Regions from separate parts of the Sus scrofa genome. Here regions 1, 3 and 4 are each linked to region 2. The links are chromatin contacts, called in public Hi-C and promoter capture Hi-C maps. All regions are on one chromosome and are shown on one strand. The core of a region is the stretch at or near the end of the contact, and the rest is flanking DNA. Distances in the headings are between cores, read along the strand shown. Region 1 holds the start of TNFSF4 (TNF superfamily member 4). Region 2 has its middle 70 kb from the start of FASLG. Region 3 holds the start of TNFSF18 (tumor necrosis factor ligand superfamily member 18). Region 4 holds the start of C9H1orf105.

Region 1 (3,214 bases), core at 674-3,173, 430 kb after region 2:
AAACACAGCTCTAACGGACCTCTTCTACCTTTGCTTCCATTTCTGTACTAGGACCAGAGAAGACTAATTCTCTCCCAAAGATAAGCTCACCATGAATTCTAGTGTCCTGGAAACCAGCACTCAGCCTCCCTTCCAGTCTCTGGCATAGAACTGCTGAGTGACTTGCTAGAACGGATCCCTCTTCTCTGCGTCCCCTGGGTATTGACGGTCTGGGGCAGCCCCGCCACCAGCTGGCTACGCGTCTATGTCTGTTTTACCTTTTGCTCTCTCCTGCTCACAGCCCTAGTGCAATTAATTGTTGAGTCTTGACTCGGGCCATCTGCTCTGTCTTTTTATCATCCCACAGTGTAAGGAAATATGTAACACTGTGGTTGTTTGAAAAAGTACTCTCAGGGCTCCCGGACCTGGTGAACAAATACAGCTGTTCTATTTTGGGTTACTGCGTTTTCTTCTCGGAAGAGCCTAATTCCGGTCTATGTCTTGGGCATCCTGCCATGGACACTTTGCTCCTCCCCCACACCCTCTCCCCAGATCACCTACTCCATTTTTACCCAAAGGGTTGGTTCTGCACAGAGAAGGAAACGTGTGGCGTGATGAGGAGAGGATGGGTGTGTTGTGGTACCCGCTGATCTACAGACTTGAGCATGACATCGGCTACTCTTCTGGAATTGGGGACAGGAGTACTCTGCCGTACAGTGGTTATAACCATACTCTCACTAGCCTTTATGCACTGAAAACCTGTTTCCTGTAGGCAAAGATAAGCCCAGGCATTGACTAGGACTCTGTTCATCTTATTCTGATCTAACTTGAGGTCCCCAGTCTCTGACCTAGCCATCAGAAATAGAAGTTCCTACTGTCTGACCTTTACCAGGGAGAGACTTTTCTAACCCAGAGGAACCACAGGGGAAACAAGAATTATCAGACTAACCCCAACAAGGGAACATGGAGAGACTGACTATTCATTTATTTTCTTTGCAGTGGAATCTCCCACAGTCAAGAACATCCTTAAAGAGTTAATAATATTTGTAGATATGAGCAAGTAAATAAGAAAAATAATGTAAAAGAGACCAGGATAAAAAGAGGGGAATAGAAAGAATACCTTTATTTATGTGATGAAAGTACTAAAAAGATGATTACCTCCTACATAATGTATTGGACAAAGTGATGTCTATAAGTTGTGAATGGTAGAGAAAGACTGTGAGGAACAGTATTGGATTAAGTTGCCGAGGTAAACGGTTGGCCAATGTGCACATACAGATGTGAAAACACATATCTCTGCCCTTAAAATATACAGGTTAGCTACTTAAAAGAAATTAACAGTGAATACCTTCAGCATTGTTCAAAAAGCATATCTCCTCGAGTATCTATGGGGTTTATGAATATGATGGGAGAGCGGAAATGGTCTCTCTCTTATTTCCTTTTTAAATAAATTCCATGGTCAGATGCTCACTAGCAGAACAGGTAAACCAAGTAGGTATATCAGTGACTCAGAGCTTCAAAGTGACAGCTCATAAAGGAATACCAGAATTCTTATATTGCAAAGAAAAAAAAAAAAAAATCTTCAGAAGCAGTGCCCCTGCCACTGTGCCTCACCACTGCCATTGATGAAAAAAAGGAAGGAAAAGAGAGACAGGAGGGTGTTTGACCACACTTTACAATTGCTGAGGAGAAAAGGAGAAAAAGTGAACAATTCTGGAGTCAGATTATTTCCAAGTGACCATAAGCTGCCATCGGCATGACCTGGAGGAAAGGACATGCCAGTGGTGCATCTTACCTGAGCATAGAGGTGCAGGCAGATGTAGGTGAGACACAGGAGCAACCCCAGACCCTGAATTACGGAGGCCACCAACAATAGCTTGTTCCTCAAGAGTCTTCGTCCTGGTGCGTTTCCCACATTTTCATCTAGGGGTTGGACCCCTTCCATCTTCACAATCTGGATGCAAGGAAGATAAAAACTGTGACACACAGGAATCTGACAGAGGGAAGAATGATCTCTTTCCAGCAAAGAAGGAGATAAAGCCAAAAGAAGGCGTATCAATTAGAAAATACACAGAGCTCCCAGGACCAGAGATAAGAGGCAATTGAAAGAGCAGAGCGGACTCTCTCAGTTTTAATGCTGCAGCTTTTGCAGGCAGGCGGGGGAACTTCTTTGTGACTAATCTGAATTTCCCCTTTACTTTCTTTCTTTTTTTTCTCTGGGCTAACAGGGAGTTGTTTTTGTGGCATTCCAGTTCTGATTTGAGTGACTGTGAAATGACAGTCATAAAAGTGTGCTATTTTCTTAATTTCTCATTGCACCAGTAACCAAATTGTGGGTCACTTGATAAAGATAAAAATCATCATCCGTTGATGTAGGAACTCATCTATCCCTTCCCCAAGACGTCTTAATCTTAGAAGAGATTTAAGGGAAATGCTAGGCTTAAGTTCTTGTCCACACCCTATTGGGTAACTATAAGCATTGAACTTATTCTTCAGATTTGAGGGGAAAAAAAAAAAAAACGCACATACAGACCATTCTTGAAATGAAAAAAAAGAAAAAAAAAAGAAAAAGAGGAGTTCCCGTCGTGGCGCAGTGGTTAACGAATCCGACTAGGAACCATGAGGTTGCAGGTTCCGTCCCTGCCCTTGCTGGGTGGGTTAACGATCCGGCGTTGCCGTGAGCTGTGGTGTAGGTTGCAGACGCGGCTCGGATCCCGCGTTGCTGTGGCTCTGGCGTAGGCTGGTGGCTACAGCTCCGATTCGACCCCTAGCCTGGGAACCTCCATATGCCGCGGGAGCGGCCCAAGAAATAGCAACAACAACAACAAAAGACAAAAGACAAAAAAAAAAAAAAAAAAAAAAAAAAAGGAAAGAAAAAGAAAGGATGAAAATAGGACAATAGATCAGGCAGAAATAAAGGAGTAATATCTTCTAGTTTTGGACCATTGCATCGTAGTAAATAAATAAACTAGCATATACTGAGCATCTACTATGTGTCAGGCACTGTGCTTTCAACCTTACAATCTTATTTTCTCATTTAATTCTTTGAAACAAATTTAGTGAACACTTACATGATTAATTTTAAGCAGAGCAGGAAAGAAGCAGAAGAGTATCCTGACTTTTTCTCCTTCCCTCTCCTTTACATCTTCTCCATACATAATTTTTGCATGAATGAACAAATTAATAGTTTCAGATAAGCTTTGAGGTTGTTCCTTTGTTTTAGGTTAGGAGTAGA
Region 2 (3,334 bases), core at 560-3,059:
TCGTTTCTTTTCAGATTCTTTTCTCATATAGATTATAACACAGTATTGAGTAGATTACCCTGTGCTATACAGTAGGTCCATCTTACTAATTTATATTATATATAGGAGTGTATATATGTCAATCCCAATTTTCCACATATTTGTGATCTCACATGATGTTTGTCTTTGACTTACTTCACTTAGTATCATCTCTAGGTCCATCCAGTTATTGCAAATGGCATTATTTGATTCTTTTTTGTGGCCGAGTGGTATTCCACTGTATATATGTACCACATCTTCTTGATCCAGTCCTCTGTTGATGGACATGTAAGGTGCTTCCATGTCTTGGCTAAATAGTACTGCAATGAACATAGGGGTGCATGTATCTTTTCAAATTATTATTTTCTCTGGATATATGCCCAGGAGTGCGATTGCTGGTTCATATGGTAACTCTATTTTGAGTTTCTAAGGAAATTCCATACAGTTCTCCATAGTGGTTTCACCAGCTTACTGTCCTACCAACAGTGTAGGAGTGTTGTCTTTTCTCCACACCCACTGCAGTATTTATTATTCGTAAATTTTTATGATGGACATCCTGAGTGGTGTGAAGTGATAGCACTTTGCAGTTTTGATGTGCATTTCTATAAAAATTAATGATGTTAAGCATTTTTTTGTGTGCTTTTTAGCCATCTATCTTCTTTGGAGAAAGGTCTGTTTAGATCTTCTGACCACTTTTTAATTTTTTTTTTTCTGGTATAAAGATGTATAAGCTGTTTGTATGTTTTGGAGATTAATATCTTGTTGGTTGCTTTGTTTGCAAAGATTTTCTCCCATTCTGTGGAGTGTCTTTTCTTTTTTTGTCTTTTTTTTAAATGGTTTCCTTTGCTAGCGTGGCTTTGGAATTTCAGTTCCTACAAGATGGCAATGGCTTTAGGCATAATTCTACATTATGGTCACTAGATGGCAGTAGAAACCAGTGCCTCCATGATCTTTAAAAACTATTCACCAATTACTGACTATCTACTCTGCATGAGGTACTTTGTTAGGAACTGAGAGGAGTGGGTGTGGAGAAGGGGTGGGCACAAAGATAAATAAGAGGCAATTTCTGGCTTTCAAGAATTCAGGAGTTAACAGAAAGAAAGATTAACCAAATCAAATTGTGGTAATCCTACAGTAGATGTTTAAACCAATATTATAGTAAAACAGGAGGCAGGGATTAATTCTGACTACAAAAATGGAAGAAGGCTTCACAGAACAAATTTGATATGGACCTTGAAGGATGGGCATAGGTTGGACATAGGGAGTGGGAAGAAGCAAGTAGAGGGGGGAAAGCATTCCAAACAGAGGGTACAAATCTGGGAAGAATATTTAGAGAATAGTAAATATTGAGGTGTGGCAACAAATTAAGATATGTGAAGGAAATAACGGCAATTTTTGGGGGAAGCAAAGTTGGCATCTCGTCATGGGAGTGCTTAACATGGGTGCAGGGCGCTGCCTCTGATACCTGTGATCACTTCCCTGTCTACGGGCTGCATGCTGGGTGAGCAGGCAGTTTTTGGATAAAATACTCTGTCCTTTGTGGCAGAACAGCTTGTCTCAGTGTCCTGGGAAGCCACTGCTGGATCAGAAGCTGAGGACACAAATACTCCCAGGGAGGAGGCTAAGTGGGTGCCTTGCCTGGGTGGGCACCAGGCCAGACTCAGCCTCTCTGAAGAGCCTAGGTGACCTCAGCTTGTTTCCATGTGGGGATGTGGGCAAGGTATTACAAGTCTTCTAATTTTTCAAGAGAAGTCGGAAATACTAATTTATGTGACATTTCCTGCTTTTTAAATGCTGGCACTGACTCATGGTTTAGAAAGCACCAAGTGAGCCAAGCAAAACATAGCTGTGGGCTGGAGCAATCATTCTGTGACCTCTGTTCCAGAGAGTCATCTGCGGGTTCCTTTCCTGGTCTTTGTCATGGCTGAGATCCAGACCCCAATGTCCATGGAGGGAGTTCCTCCTTTCCTAATTTCCCCTTTCGTGTGTAGAAAGCTTTCCTAGCAGTGTCGCTCAGATCCACTCTCCCCAGACCTTCCTGCCAGTTCTGTACCAACCCCTGTCCCCACCCACTCCATCCTGGCATCCTTCTTATGTCTCAAATACATCAGTGCCAGCTTTAACAAGGACCTGATGGTTTATTTGTACTCAGAAACTGTCATTCACAAGTTACTCTGGTCTTCAGAAGTAATTTTCCTTTAAAATCTCGTGCTTCTGTAAGCTTTTAGGTTACACTTAAAATAGTATAGTCTACTTGCATATCTACCTATGGGTTTTAAGCCCTTAGTATTTCCTATTAATGAGAACTAGGGGAGAACTGGGATTTTGTTTTTCTCTTGCTGATGTCCTATTACAGTTGTCAGGATCAAAGGCAAAGGGTGATCAGTATTCCATGTTTCTTGAGTCCATGGAAGCTGGGAATTTGATTCAAGGGCACAAGAGTACCTGAGAAATTGATGATGGAGAGGCATGGAGTGCAGGCTAAGGAAGGAGGGAGGAAGTTTCTTTCCTTCCCTTTCTCTCTTTTCTGGAGATCAGAGCTCCAGGTGGCACAGCAGAAAAGAATAGATTCTAAAGCCAGACTCTCAGAAGTTCCATCTCAGTTCTTCCCCTGATAAGAAAGGTGACTTGGGGCACATTCCTTAGACTCTGTCTCCTCACCTGTGAAGTGGTGATATTAATACTATCTCCTAGAGCTGTTTTGAAGAATAAATAAAATGGCCCAATGTACGCAGAAGGTAAATAAATGGGTATTTTTTTCTTGTACTTTTTTTTTTTTTTTTTAATAGCCATACCTGCGGCATGTGGAAGTTTCCAGGCTAGGGATTGTCAGAGCTGAAGCTGAGGCCTGTTCTACAGCCACAGCCATAGCAACAGCAATCTATGCCCCAGCTTGTGGCAATACTGGATCTTTAATCCACTCAATGAGGCCAGGGATCAAATCTGTGTCCTCATGGACTCTACCCATGAGCCACAATAGGAACCCCTTGTGTGTGTGTTTTTAATATGAATGTTGCCATAGCATTTATTTTCAAAGACCAATTACAGACCTTCAGATCCTTTTTAACTCCCCTTTCTTTTCCTATCTCATTGTGAACTTTTTTGCAGAGAACTGGATTCTGTCCAGTGGTTTCCTGCTTATATTACTAGGGCTTAGAAGAGGGAGGGAGGGGCTGAAGGCTTGTCCTGGAAATCCTAGGGAATGAGTCTCCTCAGGAAGTTTGGATGCCAGTGGATGTTTTGGACTGACCCCAGTGAGGTCTGCTTCCCACATGTGTCCCAGTGAAAATGTATGGAGGTCGAAAGTCAGTGGAAA
Region 3 (3,220 bases), core at 637-3,136, 320 kb after region 2:
TTTCTTATTTTGTTTTGGATCAGTGCCATATAGTCAACAGTGAGAAAAACTAAGACCTAATGTATCTCTATTGCCTTCTCTAAGACCCACAACTTGGGCTGGAGCTCAGTGGGAAATTCCTGATAAGCATCAGGGGCTTCCCAAATAGGAAAGTACTTCCTTCTTCCTCCACTAAGCTCTCCCTGATCAACCTAGCCCAAAGTCATTGACCCCTTTTTTTGAACTCCTATAGCATTGATATTCCATACAACCCTTAGAAAAATTATTAATCACTGTATTTCATATTAAAAGGGACATTATAGTGAAAAAAATCCATTTTCCTACCACTATTTCTTCAGATAAAAAAAAAAACTGAAGACCAGAGAACCAGAAAGATATGCTATCTTTCAAATTCATACAGCTATTTATTGAGAGGCCTAGAACCAGAATCCATATCTTTCTACTCCTATTCAGTGCCATTTCCCTCCTCTGAGATACACTAACCACCTGTTACTTACCTTATTCTGTCTAATATCTCTTTATGTCTTTTTCCTCAACAAGACTGTAACTTGAATCCCATTCCTTGAGGGAAAGCCTCGTGTTTTGCATCTTATTATTTATGCTAAGAGGGTTTAGCAAAGGTCTAGAAAAGAAGGAAATACTCCAAAGGCTTCTGTCAATTGACTGATTCCCTCTAACTCATTTCTGCTGCTAACACTTAGAACTTTCTACTACTTTTTATTTCAAAACATTTATATAAGCCTCAAAATCCATATGCCATGACAAAACTGGAATTATATTTACATTATCTGTACCCACATGTCTCTATCTTCAAGTTAGCTCTAACAATACTGAGTGACATTGATAATAACTAGACTTACCAAAGCAAAATGGAGTACAATAAACAGCAACCTTAGGTACTGTTGTCTCCTTACCTTGAGTGGGAGAAAAGTTAAGATTAGTGCACTGAAGGAGCAAAGTAATAGCAAAATAACTATTGTTGAGTAGAGTAGCCATTGCTTCCAGGATGGTCTCTGTGCTGCGTGAGGACTTGAATGGCTTAAAGGCATATTCTCCATGTGGCTCAAACTCATTCTCTGCAGGAATGAGAGTTGTGAAAAGCAGAAATTCAGAAGTAATGAGCACATGATTCAACTAGTCAGTTTTGTAGTATAGCACTAAGTAGTGGGTGTAAGAGGCGGAGTTTTCCTTCTGATCTGGGTGTTGGAAAACGATACTTTTAGCCTAAGTGCTGACTAACATTTGGCACCAGACCAAAGGTGCTGGAACTGAGGGCTAGAAGCCAACACAAACACAGATGATTTAAAAAAAAAAAACCCAACAAGGGAAGTTAAGAGGAAAAATAAATATTTTCTGAAGCAAGAGGAACTATGGAACTATTCAACATTACAAATTATTTCCAGATAAGAAAATTACTTTTGTAAGAAAAAGAATGAAATTCAAGATGAAGGTCTATCATACTCCAAATATCATGTTTGTGGGAGGCAGTAGGTCAGGGAGCTAAGGATGCTGGGGTTCATGGTTTGGGAAAAATATTTTCATCAATTGCTAGGGTATACAATGTGTCCATTCTGAGATAATCTCTAGAAAACAGTAATGTATTACTAGAATTTTATTTTTAAAAATATGTCAATAACAACAAGCTTAGTTTTTTCATACCTCACCATTTTAATACTCTGAAATTTCAATGCTGACATCAGACAGAAATAAAGTTATCATAGAAAAGGATATTTTCATGCACCCTGTCCTACCATCTGAGTTTACACTCTATTCCAAAAAACTTCCTAGCACTAAAACTGTTGATTTACTACACTAAAATTGAGGAAATCTCCGGTTCTCTCTCCTGGTTCTTTATGCCTTAGCCTTTTCATTTGTTAAATGGAATGCCTACTTTTTTTTTTTTTAACAGAGTTCCAGAACCACATAGTAGACAAAAACATGGACTTTTAAATCTGACAGACCTGAGAGGGGAGCCTGGTCCTGCCCAGCCTTTATCTTCAGTGGCCTTCAGCATTTGCTTGATTTCTTTGTTTCTTGGCTATAAAATGGAGAAAAATTTCAACTTCAAAGACTTCTTCAAGAATGAAACAGGCATGAAAGGTTTGGCTCATAAGAAGTGTTCCATAAGTGTTTCTCTCTTCTCCACCCTTCTTAGATGTGTTGTGAAGACTGAGTCGATTACGAAATCCTGGAAAAAAATTTTTTTAATATTTAACACAGAGGACAATTCAACTGAAGTTCATTTAAATGGAAGGAAATAAAATGAAAGTATTTAAAAGAAAAAAAATTATAAAGAATCAAATATTTCATGTGAAGGGAAAAGCCTTGATATTTAACATCTCCATTTATGAAAGAGACCGCAAAGGATAATAGAGGTTGAGAGGTATATCACACCACTAACAGCTGGGTAAGAGTGGAGTGGGAACCTGGGCCCAGGGGTACCTAAGTTTTTTTTAAGCCCATCATCTTGTTTTAGTACCACTGTAACTGCAGCAATATTTCTCACTGAGTTGTCAGCTTTAACATGGCCCTATTTTACCTTGATCAAATAGTATCTCTGAAGCGAAGAGTCACCAAACCACACAAGAATAATTTTTCCATACAAAATTATTATTTTTGTGGCTCTGCCCTAAATGCTTTGATGTAGGGATGAATAATAAACCGACTCCAGAAGAGTCATGCAACGTATCTACAATTCTCCCTTTTCATCAGATCCGAAATGCATGTGTATCAGCACAGAATTTAAAATTGACCACTGAAAAGTCAGACTCCTTTCTGCTTCTCTGATTCGTTGCTTCTCCAGATTTCTCTTCAAATTTGGGGTAAAATTGCCTCTGCTTACTCACTTCAATAAATATTTAAATAAGGCTATGTTCCAAATAAAATCCAGTTCCTTCTTCTTCTGCCCTTAACCAAGATGAGGCTCTGGAATATCCTGATTAATTATTTCAACCTTATGAAAATATCTTTAAAAAGATGACAATGCTTATCAGAAGAATACATTCCAAGGCTTCTTTCCATGAACCAGGTTCTGAAATGAAGAAATTTCAGTTTAGGACAAGTGACAGTAGGGAAGACTTTTGAGAGTCTGATAGCTTACACTAAAAAGAGACCAGTGTAAGCTATCAGAATTGACATCTTAGATGTGAGAGCTCAAGATGTGACAAGAAATAAATGAACACCAAACCCAAGCTCTTATGTTTATGTCTTGTCACTGTCT
Region 4 (2,925 bases), core at 377-2,876, 310 kb before region 2:
AATAATAAAGGTACAAGCTCTAAGGTTTATTTAACTAAAGCCAAGGACTGGAGATTCTTAATCCCTTGACCGAGTTTAGCAGCCTTAAAAAGAGTTATCATTCTACTTATTTAACGCGAAACTCTAGGAAGGATCGGAGATAATGATCTCCTTTCCACTACTGCAAAACTAAGAGTCAGAAATACCAAGATCATCCAGCAGGTCTGCGAAGAAAATTCTTATGGCCCGACCTTACGTCTTCCATGGAGACCATGATAGGTTTTGCTTCACAAACCAGACGCCCTGGGAGGCTCCCTCACCGCAGCAGGGACCCCAGCCCCGGCATCTCACGGCCGCCGCAGGGGGCTGGAGGGTCCCAGGCGCTGAAAAGGGCAACGCCCGCCCGCTGGGTCGGGGACAGGGCTGGGGAGGGGGTGGGGAAGGGGAGGGTGTCCCCGAGGGTGTACCCCGCCCGCCGCCACCCCTCACCCAGCCTCGGCCCTGCGGGGGATGGCGGAGGAGGCCCGGAAATACTGACTCCCACTCGGAACCCACCTGCCCGCGAGTTCCTAGGGGTGCGCGGCCGGGCGAGGGCGGCCGCCCGCCTCCTTCCCCATCCGGGGCGCCGGGGTCGCGCCGGCGGCCGAGCACTTCCGGGGCCGCCACAACCTCTGCGGCCAGAGCGTCCTTCCTCTGCCCGCGCGGCCTTGAGGTCACTGCTGCCCCCTCCTGGCCGCGCAAGGGAACTCCCGGCTCCTCTCCCTAGAAGAATGGGTGATGCCTGGAAAGCAAATCCTGGACATGGAGATTGGGATTTGGCACCAGAAAGGCAAAGGACAGAGGCTGGACTGGGAGAAGAGAGATTATAATGGCTACTTTGATCGCGCTCTATTATGAAACCAGACCTTCGGCTAGGGACTTTCGAAGCATCCATGAATACACTAGACACATTCACTAAATTTCTGCAAGTATCAAGCACTGCTGTAGGTGCTAGTGATACAGCAGCTAAGCAATAGAAAAAAAAAAAAATTCCTGCCCTCGTGGAACTTTCTGACTCATGCATTGATCTGTGAAGTGATAATAATGTCGTCCTTTCGCGGAAGACAAAACTGATGCTGGGAGAGGTTGTGACTTGTCCAAGGCCATGCTGCTGGAAAGTGGATTAGTCAATATCAACATCCACTTGTTTTACAGCTTCATTAACCAAGACTGACATCCAGTTGTCTGTAGCTTCAAAGTACAGTTCTTTCTTCTTTGTCTCCTAGAAGGGATGAGGGAGAAGGGCCCTGTGACTGAAAGCAGCCAAACACTTAGAATAGGAGGCTGATAAAGTTCAGTTGAAGTCATGGACATTTTAGAGGATACATAAACAGCTAGGAATAATGAAGAAGCAAAGGGATATAGTAGACACAAAAGTCAGAAAACCTAAATTCACTCACTAGCTGTGTGACTTAGCAAATCACACTAAGATTTGATTTCTTCATCTGTAAAATGGAGATAACACTGTTTACTCTTGGGAGAGTCAACAGGGTCAAATACAAAACTTAAAAATGTTTTATAAAGTGTTGACTGCACTGACTTTGGTCATCCTAACAATGGCAATGGTCGGGAGGAATAAATCCTGCAAAATGATCTCTTTCCATTTCTCTCCAGGTTTCTGTTCCAAGATTTGACAAGACTCCCTGGTTTAGCAAGGCCAGCCTCACGAACAAGCCATTAATACTCAGCCTCCCCAAAAGGTAATAGCTCAGCCACTGAGAGCAAAGGTCTCAAGAAAGACCTCATAGAAGATGATTTCTTAAGAGTTAGGGGCAATTATTCAAGGGGCACAGCTGGTCGGTTGAGGGAAAGAAGTAAAGTGCTAAAAAATCAGAAATGGTCAAGGTTTCTGAGACAAAAGTGAGCCCTGAGAATTGGCCTGGCTGAAGAAGGCCAATTAACCTTCCTCTGTACCACCACAACTAAACAATACAAGAGAATTTTTGGGAGTTCCCTTTATGGCTCAGTGGCTTGAGAGTCTGATATAGTGTCTGTGAGGATGTGGGCTCAAACCCGGGCCTTGCTCGGTGGGTTAAGGGTCTGGCATTGCTGCAAGCTGCAGCGTAGGTCACAGATGCGACTGGATCATGACTGGTGTGGGACTTCGATTGCAGCTCTGATTTGACCCCTAGCCCAGAAGCCTCCATGTGCTGCAGGTACAGCCATTAAAAAAAAAAAGAGAAAGGGGGAAAAAGGAAGAAAAATATATACAAAAGAATTCTACCCATAGGCACTGACTTTCAAAAAACTTCCATCCTCTTCATCATTTTACCTTTTCTCCTCGCATTAGTTTGAAATTTACAAATTTTAACTGCGACCTATGCTGCAGCTGTGGCAAAGCCAGATCCTTAACCCACTGTGTGGGGCCAGAGATTGAACCCTCACTTCCATCTGGACCTGAGCGACTACAGTTCAGATTCTTAAGCCACAGTGGGAACTCCTCCTCCCCCAGTTTCGATGCTTGAATTTGGTGACAGACACCGGGCTGGAAGGGGGGAATGAAAGGGAGGGTAGGTAAGAGGTTCACGTAGGGGTGAATGGGAGAAATCAGGGAAGATTAAGGAAAGGGCAGGCCAGGAGACAGGTCCATAGGCACATCATAGATGAAAAGTTGGCTCCCTGGCATGTAACGTCATTTGCTAGAAAGACTATACTCTCTGAAAAGAGTTCCCCTGTTGGTAGCTGTCACATACCCTCCTGCCATGAATAAATGACTCTCCATGAGGAATACTCTCTCCTCATCCCCCTTCCAATAACAGGTACCTTTGCTTTGTCCGATGCACTTTTTAAAAACCACATTCTCAGTAAGCAGCTAGACAGTTCTGTGTATTTTCAGAGCACCTATGAAGTACTTGTTGTTCGGTTTTGTTTTGTTTTGTTTTGTTTTTCATAGCTTTGAATATATTT

Evidence for each region. Promoter capture Hi-C pulls out the DNA fragments that hold promoters and counts their contacts. A called contact is a pair of places that touch in the nucleus more often than the background predicts.
Region 1: a Hi-C map of liver shows a contact between it and region 2, with 3 times the contacts expected there. The contact joins the promoter of TNFSF4 here to the enhancer-like site in region 2. A contact is called at or near these places in 1 of 5 promoter capture datasets (liver), 28 of 47 Hi-C or Micro-C datasets (adipocytes, adipose tissue, alveolar macrophages and 17 more) and 2 of 2 datasets of contacts at active chromatin or transcription factors (alveolar macrophages and skeletal muscle).
Region 3: a Hi-C map of liver shows a contact between it and region 2, with 9 times the contacts expected there. The contact joins the promoter of TNFSF18 here to the enhancer-like site in region 2. A contact is called at or near these places in 4 of 47 Hi-C or Micro-C datasets (heart right ventricle, liver and subcutaneous adipose tissue) and 1 of 2 datasets of contacts at active chromatin or transcription factors (alveolar macrophages).
Region 4: a contact with region 2 is called in a promoter capture Hi-C map of liver, with 5 times the contacts expected there. The contact joins the promoter of C9H1orf105 here to the enhancer-like site in region 2. A contact is called at or near these places in 3 of 5 promoter capture datasets (fetal liver, fetal skeletal muscle and liver), 8 of 47 Hi-C or Micro-C datasets (alveolar macrophages, embryonic fibroblasts, fetal heart ventricle and 5 more) and 1 of 2 datasets of contacts at active chromatin or transcription factors (alveolar macrophages).

What each region holds. Positions count from the first base shown.
Region 1 is chr9:115,570,344-115,573,557 of Sscrofa11.1, forward strand. It overlaps TNFSF4 (TNF superfamily member 4), which reads right to left and starts at 1,924. Exons shown (of 3, transcript NM_001025217.1): 1 at 1,775-1,924. The coding sequence starts at 1,924.
Region 2 is chr9:115,136,877-115,140,210 of Sscrofa11.1, forward strand. No RefSeq gene overlaps it. Among named protein-coding and RNA genes, the nearest start is that of FASLG, 70 kb to the left of the region's middle. Within about 2 kb of position 1,810, at least 19 of the 83 cell types and tissues checked have an H3K27ac peak or open chromatin away from gene starts, as enhancers often do. A contact at or near this core is called in adipose tissue, alveolar macrophages, liver and 5 more, where this site is marked.
Region 3 is chr9:115,458,763-115,461,982 of Sscrofa11.1, forward strand. TNFSF18 (tumor necrosis factor ligand superfamily member 18) reads right to left here and starts at 1,887. Exons shown (of 3, transcript XM_005667782.3): 1 at 915-1,887. The coding sequence starts at 1,127.
Region 4 is chr9:114,826,788-114,829,712 of Sscrofa11.1, forward strand. C9H1orf105 reads left to right here and starts at 1,627. Exons shown (of 6, transcript XM_021063651.1): 1 at 1,627-1,718. The coding sequence starts at 1,627. It also overlaps a transcript of PIGC not described here.